2 separate regions of the Anser cygnoides genome follow, and region 2 is linked to region 1. A link is a contact called in public Hi-C data. All regions are on one chromosome and are shown on one strand. The core of a region is the stretch at or near the end of the contact, and the rest is flanking DNA. Distances in the headings are between cores, read along the strand shown. Region 1 overlaps NOD1 (nucleotide binding oligomerization domain containing 1). Region 2 overlaps SH3BP5 (SH3 domain binding protein 5).

Evidence for each region. A called contact is a pair of places that touch in the nucleus more often than the background predicts.
Region 2: a Hi-C map of liver shows a contact between it and region 1, with 2.4 times the contacts expected there. The contact joins two enhancer-like sites. A contact is called at or near these places in 2 of 7 Hi-C or Micro-C datasets (both in liver).

The regions. Positions count from the first base shown.
Region 1 is chr2:45,028,859-45,035,449 of Taihu_goose_T2T_genome, forward strand. NOD1 (nucleotide binding oligomerization domain containing 1) reads left to right here. Exons shown (of 11, transcript XM_048078005.2): 11 at 1-1,218. It overlaps ZNRF2 (zinc and ring finger 2), which reads right to left. Exons shown (of 5, transcript XM_048077988.2): 5 at 4,834-6,591. Among named protein-coding and RNA genes, the nearest start is that of NOD1, 30 kb to the left of the region's middle. Within about 2 kb of position 2,868, at least 3 of the 3 cell types and tissues checked have open chromatin away from gene starts, as enhancers often do. A contact at or near this core is called in liver, where this site is marked.
Region 2 is chr2:45,242,461-45,249,112 of Taihu_goose_T2T_genome, forward strand. All of the region lies in intron 3 of SH3BP5 (SH3 domain binding protein 5), which reads left to right. Among named protein-coding and RNA genes, the nearest start is that of SH3BP5, 22 kb to the left of the region's middle. Within about 2 kb of position 3,546, at least 2 of the 3 cell types and tissues checked have open chromatin away from gene starts, as enhancers often do. A contact at or near this core is called in liver, where this site is marked.

The DNA of each region.
Region 1 (6,591 bases), core at 1,618-4,117:
AGTTTACAGAGGAGCAGGGTGCTTGATATTTATTTTTTGGTGCATATTAGGCATTCTTCATAAGGGGAAATCTCAAATTCTACCTTACACTGCTTACAAAGAGCCGAAAATGGAAAAGCACAATCCAGCTTCCTTCCTTCTGCCATGCTGTTGTCCCCCTAAAACTTTGAGAAATGATTCTGCAGTTGCTGACTAAGCCACAAAACTTCTTGACTAACCAAAAATAGGCTTTCTCTGTAGGTTTTCTCCTTTTCCTGCTTGGTAGCAGACCTTTACCAGTCCTCAGTTCTGTCTGCTCTTTCCAGCTCCCTAACATTTTACAATACTCATAAAGCTTTTCACAAAATAAGCAGTTTAAAGAAAAAAAAAAGATTAAAAACAACCTAGTAATTATTTTTCAGTGACTTTTCCTCCCTGCCCATGCTATCAGCACTGATTTTTTTTTAGAGGGAGGCAGGCAGATGAAGCTTTCAGACTCTGCCAGAGGAAAGTCAGTGAATGATTTCCGCACCTGAGCCATTTGTTTACTGAAGCAAAAGGGCACAGTTACATATGAGCTGGATTTCAGTTGCAAAAACATCTGCCAAAACAAGGCCTTTAAAGCCTTCTCGGTCACTTCAACAAATCAGACACCTGTGCGCCTCGTCAAAATCTTGTTCATGGTTTATCTTACGAAGGGAGGAGACACCGGGGCGAGAAGGGCCTTCCCCAGAGCTGTCACTTGCCTGTGTTGGCAGAGTGCTCCCAGTTTGCTCTAATCATTGAATTATTTGCTTGTTTCCCGTGCCAGTCACACCCCCTTGGTTTCAGGGAAGATTTCAGGTTGCAAGAGTTCTTCTGGGCTGGCCCAAAGGTCTGGGTCCAGCTGAGTCTGGCTCTGACAACTGAGAGGTTTCCCACCACCCTGCTCCCAAGTCGCATCACAGCTCTGGGATGCTGGGGCTGGCGAAACTGCTCGGGGGCTGCTTGAGTGTCCTCCTTTGTTGGCACAGCACTTGGGTCTGCATTTCTTTCTTTGTAGTCTTACCAGACTACTTGCAGGGAGCTTCTGATCAACACCTTTGCGGTTTGCAGCGAGAGCCATGTTTACTGGAACACAGACACAACTGTAACTTTTTTAAGACTTGCTTGTAATTTGTGAAGACGTTCTCTGTATGCAGCATTATGTTTTTTCTACTTGTCTGCTGTGATAATAAACAGCTTTTTAAAGAACTCCAACAGGCTGCCTGCAAGTTCTTTGGCTTTGCTGAAGCAGTGTCAAGCAGACACTTGGCTAGCTCAAGACAGAAACGTGACAGCCTAATTCTGGCTGCCGAAGCCAGCGAAGAGCTGTCACAGCTGGAGAAGGGTGCTCACAAGGGACCGCTGAGGCAGCGAGTGCAGCCCGGTCACAGCACTGAAGGAAACCTCGAGCGACTCAGGGGTACGTACAGCAGCTCTGCTGCCAGGCCTGCTGCAGGAGCACGCTGTGCTCCACGCACTGCTGGGGTGAACTCCTGCTGGTGGGAGCGTGCACCACGCGTGTTTGGCCGGTGCGAGCGGCGTGCAAGCACTGGCAGTGATGGGATAACACAGCAGCCCTTGAGAGATCCGTTGCAACGCCGTGGTTTCACACTCTGGTCACACACCGCCAGCGCTTTGGGAAAGGATGAGTCGCTGAGAGTTTCGTGTGCTAGCTGGGTGCTAGAACTGTGTCTCCAGCCATCAGAAGCCATGCTGAGATGGCTCCCATCGCCCTGGCACTGTGCTTGCACGCCAGGTGTTGTGGTGGCTGGTCCCTGAGCACACACGAGGGTTTGCTGTGTGCTGGCAGCACAGGGCTGCAGAGCGTGTGGGGGGGGCCCTGGCAGCCCAGCAGAGCTGCTCGCTTGCTCGGCCATGCGTGGAGCCACGGACTTCTCAACTGATAAAAACAGTTCTTAGAAGCAAAAAGCGGCAGCTGCGCATGAAAGAGTTGAGTCTTGCTTCAGAAGGTAGAAACAGAATACCAGGACCGAGCTGGAAGAAAACGGAGGCCAGGCTGGGAGCTGCCTTGTGCACTCCGGGACTCAGATGTGCCACACAGCAGAGCCCTCACACACAGCCCTTCCTGCCAGCCCCTAGGGGCCTGAAGGCGAACAGAGGGATGGTTTTTGTGCGAGCTGAGCACCACCGGCCAGCTGTGTGCAGTGCAGATGAGCCTGGAGTCAGGCATCTTCATGGAGAACGGTGCCCACAATGTGGCCACTTCCATCAGCGCAGAGGAGTGACCGCAGCCGGGACCAAACCAGCCCTTGCACAGAGCCTGTCCCTCTCTGCGGGCTGGCTCTTGTGGAGAAGAGCACCAGAGCTCAAGCCCTAGCAAACCCTTTGCAAACAACTAAATTACGCCCCGCCGCTTGCGTCCTGGGCTTCAGCCTGCACACAGGAGGCAGCAACTTAATCAGCTGCGAAAGCCTCGTGAGCCGCAGACTTGGAGCTCGTGGACTGGCACAAATGAAGCCGTCAAGTGTTCATGCCCCCGCTACCTGCCAGCCTCTTTAATCCTGAATTTAGCAGATGTGAATCCTGGCACGGGTGACTTGAGCTTTCCTTCTAACAAGCCACCGGTCCGCTGGGGCAGAGGAGGAGACCCCACTGCAGCATGGCCCCGTGGTGGGACTTTCTGGTCGGCGACGGAGCCAGTCCGGGGCAGACAGAGACTTTGTTCCTTTCCTTTTCCTAGCATTTGAAGCCTGCTTAAAGAATCAGCGAGGAAGGGAGGGGAGGAGACAAATGTCTTGGTTAAAATTTAAACGCATGTTCAGACAAAGAAATCTGTAGCCAGGGTGAAAAGGAAAAGCAGGGCAGGAGCCTGACACAGAGCGTGACTCAAAATGCAGGGGGCTGAGCCCGGAGAGGCACCAAGCACCTGCAGCTCCCACCGCGCTCAGCTGAGGGCCCTTCCCCGGGCTTTTAACGTCTGCCTCCCCTATTCTCTCGCCTTTACGAGGAGTGAGTCATCTTGCGTCAACCGACGATGGGCTTCATACAATTATTTATTTATGTCAAACCCTCCTCCCTGCCCCCACGCGTCCCTGATCTCATCCCCCTCAGAAAACAGACGCTTTATTAAGCGAGGCCTGGAAAACCCTGTCCCGCTCAGCTTCTGCGAGGGCTGCCCGTTGTCCGGGCGTGAGCAGGGTCCTGCTGCGGACGTGGGCACCTTTCTGGACGTGGGCACCTCTCCCCCCAAGGGGGCACAGGGCCAGGTCCGTGACCGAGCTGCTGGAGGAGCACGCGGGGCTCCAGCCTGCACCCGCTTGGGCACGGACATGGCTCCTCACGGGTAGTGCTGGAAGGAGCACGAGGCCCTTCAGCTCAGGGCACTGAGAACCCCAGGGGAGAGAAAACATCCCTGTTTAGCTGCAGCTGCTGAAGGAGACCCTCCCTGCTCCCTCCTTGCTCCTTGGCCACGAGTTTTGCTCCCCTTGCTGCTTCAAGGGACACCACATCCAGAAGCAAATGCTGGCCATGCCCGTGTCAGGCCCCGCACACACACAGTGGCTCACAGCAGAGCCGTGAGGTGAACGCGATACCAACTGGCTCCACAGATCTATGTTTCACACTCCAAATCCCGCACCTACTGAAACGGACTCATTTCCAGCGGATTTTCCTGACGCGAGGCCAAGCCCGGCGCTAACTAATTAGCGACTGCTCCCATAATACAGCTCCCATTTCACATGCCCAAGACAGAGGAGGAAAACGTATGAATTACTGGCAGTGAAGGAGAATTCAGGCTTCCCAGAAGGCAATCAGGAGAAAAAAAAAAAAGAAAGTTACACTAGGAAGAGATAGGAACATGTTCCTTAGTAACTACATCCAACTGTCTTGCTGCGGACTCAATTCACGCATTAAACCCCTCATCTCCCAAGGAGAGAGCTGCAAGCGTTGTAAACTCTTGCCAGGCTTTAACAAGGGGCTGAGCGACCCCAGCCGCTCCAGAAGGATGCTCTCACAGGCAGAGCAAAGCGAGGAAGGACAGCCAGCCTCGGAAACATCTTGCCACCATGCTGATGGCCCGGCTGGGAGCAGCACCCGCTGGGTTGAGCTGACACGCGGCCATATGAAGGTGCTTCCTGCCTGCAGGGCAAACTCCTTTCGTTTTCACCACCCACGCATGTAACGCGCTCCGGTTCTGCTCAGAGCACCCACAGCTCGTTCCCTGACTGGGACTGGGGGGGAATCCAACGCCTCCCCCAGCAGCTCCTCTGCCTCGGGCTCGCTGCTTTCCAGCGGGGGCCACGGGTCCCCGGAGACGTGGAGTAATGACGGGGTCGGGCCTTCAGCGCCCACAGCTGCCCACCCCACTGCACGCAGCGCCGGAGGCAACGCCGACGAGTTGGGTAGCTGCGGTCCCCTTTGGAGGCAATGAAAAAAAAGAGGGGGAGCAGTTTCGTGTGTGCTTTGTGTTGGTTTTGAGTTGTGTTGTTTTTTAAGCTGCCCACATGAATTTTCCATCTCCAGACCTGGCTGGTCTTGAAGGCCTCCATGTCTGCGAAGAATTGCTGCAGGAGACATCAACCGGCAGGCCGCCAGCTCTGAGCTAGCAGGATGAGGGCCTGCCGTGCAGCAGGCCCCACGAGGGGCAGAGGGGCTCTGACAGCCTTAAGGCTGGCCCCGGGGGTCGAGATCCCCACCTGCAGGGCCTCAGACAGACAGGAGGGCCCGCTGCCCTTCGAGCTGGGTCTACACGTTTCTCTTCCTCCATTTTCGGTTTGGCCTGTAGCACAGACACATGGCAGCTCTGCTCCACCACGGCAGTGCCTCATCCAATACTTTACAACCAAAATCACCTGAAAGTGTGAAGAAAACTGTGCTTCAAAAGATTTATTACATATATTTGTACATATTTTACATGAATGGAATGTTAACATACAACCTAAAAATCAATAAAAAAATATTTTCATTCATGATTATGTACTGGCAGACCATTGAAAAGAGTACCTCAGAACAACTTAAGTCAACTTGCAATCATACTGCTCAATTAAAAAAAAAAAAATACAAACACGTTTTACATTAGACATTGCAAATTACATTCCGATTTCTGCTCAGGGTAATGAAGGAAGACATCTTGTCCATTACCACTGCACGTACGTGTGGCATCCCAGGAGCTAGCACCGCGCTCTGTGGGCAGGGTTAGCTCTGTGGGGAGAGGCGTAGGGAAGGGGGAACACAGACTGCACTCTCTAGCAGCAGGTACGCCTGCCAAATGGTAAGGGAGAGCTAGAATGAGACTCTCAGTCAAGTAAGAAGGTGAATGCTGGATCACCGCAGCTTTTAAAATTAAGCAGTTCCTTAAAGCAACCCCCCGGCAGCTGAGCCACCTCCTTTCTTCCTTGAAAGTTGGAGTACTTTGGCAATATCAGCTGGAAGAGAAATTCTGACTGTGCAGCAATGAATACTTCAGCTTCATCTTAATACATACAGGAAGATCACAGAATCTCTAGGTCTCTTCCTGTTAGCATTTCACACCTTGGGAGCTCGTGACCAGTTATGTGGAGAAGTGTTTACTATTACGTGTAACAAATTAGCAAAGAAAAGGGCAGATTCGAGGGAAAAACAAGAGGAACAGGATTCAGCAACAGATTATGTACTTGCAACATTGGGTTACTTACATTTGAAACTCTGCCAGTATCGAGCAAATCCTACTTATCATTGCAAAATCTTTGCCAAAGCACACTCAAGGGCAAAAGTCTCTCAAACAAACATAAATAGATTAAAAGCTGCCAGAAGGATCGGCAGCTAGCTGGCTTGCTGCCTTCCAGTTATTGTACTCTGGCAACCTATTAGATCAATGCCAGAGCCACGTCCAACCTTTTCCAGGTGCAGGATATTCCCGCAACGCTTTATCTGAGCAAGTCTTCAGCAACTGGTAACGCTGTACAACGAGGTCATTTTATGGTTTGCCCCATCATCAGCTCTGACGCATTTAAGTAAGAAATTACGTTCCAGAACACTATACAGTGGGCTGGGCAGCCAAGCAGACTGGGTAGGGCAGCACTCAGAAGATAACCAAATGCAACTTGAGAGAGTCAAGACTGTTTTTTTGTTTTTTGTTCCCACCCAGTAGGCTAAAAGATCTTCAGTTTGATTTTAGAAACAAGTTAATTAATATTGGAGAAACATCACATTAGTTTTACATTTAGGAAACAAACACTGGACACAGTTCTGTTTCTCTCACAGATTATTTTGAGTGACACAAGGTTAAGTGGTACAAGCTGATGATGCTGCTAAAGGAAAAAAAAATGTTTGGCTGGTTTGTAGCAAAACTCATAACAAGCCCTCCTCTTTCAACCACAGTCTCTTACTTTAATTTTGCTGGTGCCAATTGAAAGGATTTCCAATGGGGATATGGCCGTAAAATGTAGCACGCCTTCAGCTACAAACAAGGGAAGAAATTTATACTAAAATGGCTTTTAAGCTTGGCGGGGTGGAAAGTGAATTAGAAAATGCAACGCTCATCAAGAACTAAGACAGTCCTCCACTGGCAAAGTGAGCTGGAAGATCCCATGGTGGCATTTCTGCATTCCCTGGTGTATGGGAGTCTCTCAGCAGGAAACTCCCAACCGT
Region 2 (6,652 bases), core at 2,296-4,795, 210 kb after region 1:
CCACTGGTTATTTCATTTTTGTTGCCGAACACATCACTTAGGGAAACTGTGTCAATGTGACGTTAGTCCACTTGTGCAATGTGGAGTTCCCATTGCTGTGAGCCCCAGGGGCATTTCCAGTATATTCATCCTCCTTGCATGATGTGTGGCTGGCTGTGGGACCAGGCACCCATCTGAAGAGGAAGTAAGCCAAGCAAGGGAATCTGACATCTGTCATATTATTTATTATTATTATTATTACTACTGAGAGCAAGGAGTCACTTCCTGGACCTCCACCAGAGAACCCACTGTATTTCATAAACTTTATTTCTAAAGCAGGATGCACTTCAGGTTAAGTAAATAAAGTGTTTTGCCACACTCCTAACTGGTTGGAATGCCTCTTGTGCCCTCTTTTTCTGTTTGTTCAGTTGTGATTGAAACCCTGTGAGTACCTGTGTTTGGGTGTATATGGCGCAGTCTTTCACTGCTGCTGGGTGACACTTGTGCTTGGTGTGTTCAGTTTGCTTCACCTGAATGCTTAAAACCTGCAAACTGTATTTACGGTTCTGTAGCATTTTCCTTCGTGTCAAAGTTGTGATTATCTCCGAGGAAGCAGGGGGATCAGGGGGACTTAACCTGGGTCAAGCACCTGGGTTTCTCCCAGCTGATTTATTAGTGCCATTATTTATTTACTTTAAGACTTAAGTTTTACGGTTATGTTCTGCCTCTGTTGGCTGCTTGAGCATTGTGGTGTTCGAATGTCTCAAACAGTGCCCTTAAACTGCTGAGACAGTAGCAGATGCTGCCTGGTAGGATTTGGAAGGTTATACCGAAGATCAGGTCTGTGAAGGAACGTTCCCAAAAGCATTTGTCTTCCCTTCAGCCCTGCTAATGCAGGATAGTAGGTCACAGGGACGGGCAGCTTTCTGACATCTTAATCCCAAGCAGCTGGAAATCTGGCCTGTGTTTGGGAACATTAGCAGCTGCTACTTCACAAACCAACTAAAAAAACCCTCCACAAATACTTACCTGATTCATATTGCTGTTACTTATATTTCCTACAGACTAGATGGCACCTGTAGCAAACCCATCTTGAAATAACATGTTCTTACCACCTTTGGAAAGTATGAACTAATGTTTAGCCACTCCATTGAAATACCTGCATTGATTAATTCTGTGCACGTACAAGTCCCCTCTAAAGTTAGACCTCCTGCATCTGTCTTTACTTTCTATGCCTCAGTGAGGAGGTCTAGTTATTTTCTGGGTTGATATTTATACATCCCACATCTTTGCTTTATGTGAGCATACTGTTCTGTTGATAGATGACTAATTTGTATAAGCTGCTGATGCAAAAACTGTGATTGGTTTTATCATCATTAATAGAAGACGTGCCTTGGAGGGCTCCATTATTTAAATGTGTTAGTTGTGCATTGTAAATTAGTCTCTTTCTCCTTCTGCTTTTCTTTCCAGAAGTAGAAGAAAATGCTGATTATCATCAAAGCATATTGAAGAGCTTCTCCAGAAGAGATATTTATTTACTTTTTCCAACACCCCCCCCCCCCCCCCCCCAAATCCTTAGCTATTCTGGATGGCAGCAATACAAAGCCAGCTAGCTGTTCAACCTCCTCTTCAGTAATTGCTGATGATACAATGAGCTAATTATTTTCCTGCTCTTTAAGAATGCTTTTTCTTGCATTTTTCCATTGTGAAATATTGCAAGTATTGTGCAAGTAGGTCTGGGGTATTGGAATGCTGGGGTGTGTAAGCTGGCGTGGAAATGTCCTCCCTTCTTTGGAGTAGCAGGGAGGGAGCTAGGGCAGGAAAGATTTGTTTCTCTGTCACATACCTGCTGCTTTCAGCAGGAAGAAGCAATACAGGCGATCTGACTTCCAAGCTTAGCCACAGACATGATGGCAAACGCTGGAACTGGCGGGAAGGTGTAAGTAGCTCTCCTCAAAAGGTGCTGGGATGTGAAAACAGAGGTGTATCCCTTTTTCCTCTGCTGCTGTCTGAGGATTTGATTAACGTTATTTTGCATCCTCTTCAGTCCAGAAAACCTGAAGAGTTTAAGATAGTGGGTTCCTTTTCATAGCCACATCCTTTGCATTGCCATCCCCAGGACACAAATCTACAGCGTTTGAAAAACTGGTAATTTAAAGGAATGATTCTCTTGCGTTGTTCTCTCTCAACTTTTCCCCTCCCAGTCTCTTCTGGCCGTTACAATCTCTTGAAATATCCATTAGTAAGCCACAGACATGCTCGTCTGTTAAAAATAGTAGCCAACATTTGAGACTGGGTGACATGAGGTCAGGGTAGTATACTATGTACCTGTTTTGTTTGGTAACAGCTCAGCGATGAGTGTTGGAAGGCAGCGCGAGTCTTGCAACTTCTGGGAAGTTGTTCAACCACCCCAATCTTTAGTCTATACAGTGGTCTAAATAGGTGGGAGTTCACTGTGTGATGATAAACGCTCATGCTACAGGCTGCTGCCAAAACAAATCTAATGTGGATGTTGGTTACTGCCTTCTGGGGGTGTTTCATTATGAGTTCTAGTAAAACAGTAAGAATTTATGAACTTTTGTCTGTTCTTGCTGAAAAAAAGATTATTGGAAGAGTCCAGTTTCTCTATAGCACGTGTGAGAATGGCTCTGAATTGACTCAGTTTCTGTAAGAAAAATCTCTTAATTGTGGCAAACTTGCAGTCGTTCTGTTAGAAGATAAATGTCACTGGTAAGGTGTGGAAGAAATGGCCATCTTCTTTAGCAGTGTCTGCTTCTGATGTTCCTTTTCCACTTAGTAAAGGGTGCTGATGGCTTGTTCTTCTTACAGGAGGATTTTATTGCTGTGAAGGGGAAATGAAATTCTGTCCCTGATACTACCTAGACTTTCTCCTTCAAGTAATGATCTTAGCCCTTCGTGTGTCCAGGTCACCATTCACAACTTTTTCCTTTAAGCTAAGCAAGCCTGATAATCACATCTGTTATGGAGATGTAATTCCACTAGGAGAAATGCTGGAGGGTCAGTAGATGAATTATCTTTGACAGGTCCCTTAGGAATAGTCCATGGACTCCTCAGGAGTTGTCTGAGCATCTTGTACATCTGTCAGAGGTGCACAAGGTCAGCCGGGGCCTTTCTGCTAGAGAGTGTCCCTGCTGTTGAGGATGGGCTGTTGCTGATGGGTGTGAGGCTTTCTAGGGACGGGAGAAAAAGTCCAGAACACCCCATTGCCCAGGTGAAAATCCTGTCCATGTGTCTTCTCACTGCACACTTAGTGTCTGTGCATGCACAAGGTGTGCAGTCAGAAGCAGGCTGCCAACCTTTTGCCCGCCCTCTGGAAAGTTCTGCGAGCAAACATTTGCTGCTTTGGAGGCAATGAGGTGAGACAACGATCCAGTGTTTCTCCTGCATATTTCTGCTGTGCCCACTAAGCATTTATTATCTTGGTTAATTAGCAAGATCCATTAGGGCAGGCGGTGTAAATCTAGCAGCGTGTATTTGTGGGAGTTTGTTCCTTGCTTCTATATTTAATTTCAGCTGAGAAGGCTGCTGCCAGGTGCAGATGAGCATGCAGAGCGTCTGTAAACCTAGAAACCAGCTGTAAGCCCTGGACTCACTGAGTCACTGCCTAACCCTCCTCCCAACACTCAGCTGCGTTCTGAGGGCTTGTCTTGATATTTTTCTTAATAAGGTGATTATACCTTGGAGAGAAAAACCTGGATGTGTTCTATGATCCCTCCTTCCAGCAGGCAGCAGCTTTGTAATTTTGTACAACTAGCAGGCAGATGGCAACGAGTGCCCAAGAAAGCTGTGTCTGGTGGTGTTAGCATGAACAATTTGGCATATTCTGGTGCTGTAGACTAGTTAATTAGGCTGGGTAACTCCAGACACACCAGCAACTTGCAACAACCTCTTGAAAAAAGGATGGAAGGCCAAAAGGCTTGGTATTGTATACTTAGGTATTTTCTTTCTTGTTTCTTTCCATAGCTCCCAAAGAAGGGAGGTAGGATTCCCTCTTTGAGGACGTCTGCCTGCCTGCTGGTAACAGAACAGTTAATGAAGTGAGCTGCTGGTGACGCCCTGAGCCTTTTATCTCTTGGAATAATATGGCTTGTGAGCCTGTCTTAGGGGAGCTACGCACATCACCTAACTTTAGCAACATGCCTCGTAGGTCTGCTCTTATCTCCTGGGCCTTTTTGTAGTCCAGGTTTACCAGGAAAACAAACTGACTCAACCAGAAGTCAGGTTGTGTAACAATTAAGCTGTTAGAAGAAGAGAGGTAGATGCATGAACAGCACCAGAAAGCCTAGCACAAGAAAAAGACACCTAATCGAAAGCAGAAACTACGAGACATCTGGTCATTGTATTCCACAGGCATTTCATTGGCTATGCAGCAGGAAGGAAATGGTTTGTGCTTCAAAAAGCTTTAGTGAGACTTATTTTTCCCCCTCCCCTTGCCTCTTCCCTTCCTCCACACGAATAAAAATCTTCAAACCTATTCTTAAAAAAGTAAATTCTAACCCGTGTGGTTTCATAGCTTTTCGATAATCAGCTTAAAGAATACAAGGGTGTTTCAGACTCTTGAGAGACTGCATTTTCTGTCAGTAATGCAGACAATCATCACAGATTAGTATATATCACAAAAAGCCTCAGATCTGCCAAAATGAGGTCACTCCAGAGGCTTTGTATTTCTATAAGTTGTTTATAAGCATCTGTACATAGCCTACAGCAAGAAGGGGTTTCTGTCTTTTGACAAACTCACAGTTCTGGTTTGGCTTGGGGTTTTTAGTCTGTAGGGAGAGGGGAAAGGAAGGTCATGGTCTTTTTTTTAAAGTGCCCCAGCCCCGTCACTATTCCAATTATTCTAGAAATTGTATGCGTGGGTCTGAGAATCTAGGAAAACATTCAGCATCAGGGTCTTTTTTGTAACTGTGTTCTTTGTGTTGTTGATTTCCCACTGCTTGACAAAAAAAAAAAATGTGGTATTTGAGAGAAGTGCAGGTTGTACAGGACCTCTGGAGGTCATCTGATCCAACCTCCTGCTCAAAGCTGTACTGTCACTGTCGCTGGATTACATCAGCCGTGGCTGTGCCAAGTTTAGAAAACCTCCAGAGACAAAGATTTACAGCCTCTCTGGGTAACCTGTCTGAGGGTCACCCTGTCCCTCTTGTAGAAAAGAACTTTTTTCAGTGTGCAACCTGAACCTCCAAGCCGTGGCTGTTGCTTCATGTTATACTGCTGCTGCTGCTGAGAAGCATTCATTCGACTCAACAATCTTGGCAGCTCCTCTTCAAATTTTAGCTGGCAGCTAATCTGATCACTCCTTAGTTTAGTCTAGCAAGGGAGAGGCCAGCCCCTATCCCTCAGCACTCCTTGCAGGAGCTGTTACAGCCTCTGACCGTTCTGATAGATCTTCACTGGACCCTGAACAGTGTCTTGACATCTCTCTTGAACAGAGGGCCCCAAAACTGGATGTTCCCCAAAACTGGATGTTCCACACTATTCAATGTGGAACCTCCACACTGAGTAGGGGGCAGTCGTAACTTCCCATGATCTGACAGCTTCAGCTGTCAGTCCTTGTAACATAGCTGAGGACATGGTTTGCTGTACTTGCAAAGAGAGCACAGTCAGCTTTTTCAGCCTGGCACCCACTGTAATGTGCAGGTCCCTTTTTGGCTGGGCTGAACTTCCTATCTGCGCTAGCCATGGGGTTTTTCTGCCCCAGGTGCAAGACTCATCACTTCTCTTTGTTGAGCCTCATGAGGTTTGTTTTGTCCTGGTTGAGTTTCACAAGGTCCCACCAGGTTCAGGCTCTGCCATTTGTCCTTTCCACCACCACCTCCAATTTCTCATCACGCGCAGATTTGCTGGGGGTGCAGCTGTGCTGGTATTGAGGTTGGTGTTGGGATGCCAAGCACGTTGATGTTTGGGCTGCTCTGCTTGTTACAGGAAAATGGGGGCCAAACAGCAGCACTCGGTGGCTACTTACTCTGCTGCAGTGAGAGCTTGTGCCTTCACCTTGTAGGTTTCTGAATTATTGAACCCACTGCAGTAGTGAGCAAGCCAGGTGATGCCAAAGTAGGGGAGGAGTGATCCTGGTGTCTTCGTCCCTGAGAGAAGCTTGTGCAGAACACGGCAGCACAGCCACCAGGGTAAGAGTGATCCCCGAAGGCGCAGGTTGTGCTACTAAAACAGGGTCTGGCAACTCTGGTAGGCAATTGATGGACGAAAGTTCCTGTTTTAAAGCATGTTGTACTTTACACAGCGAATTATCCATGGGATATCATTAAATTAATGAGAGCAAGCCAGAATGGAAACATCTGAAACTTACTTGCTGCTGAAGAGCATGACTGGAAGCCAGTTAAGTCATTATCTGTTTTGTAGTAAGCAAGTAAGTTTTGCTGGTGGCAATTAAGCTATTGTTTTAAAGAGTAATGAATGAGAGAGACATTGGTTTCACATTTACAGACAGAGCCTTATAGAGCAAAGACTTTAGGCCAGCGCGTGGCTTGCTGCTGCCTTGTTCTGAGCAGATAATGTTCCCTTCATGCTCCAGCTTATAATCATTTCATAGAAGAAATTTGTCATGTCTTTTATTGGTAAAGCACAGAAATGCTGAAATAAAGCAGTTGTCATGATCTTGGCAGCGAGTGATGAAGTGAGCCTATTCAAAATG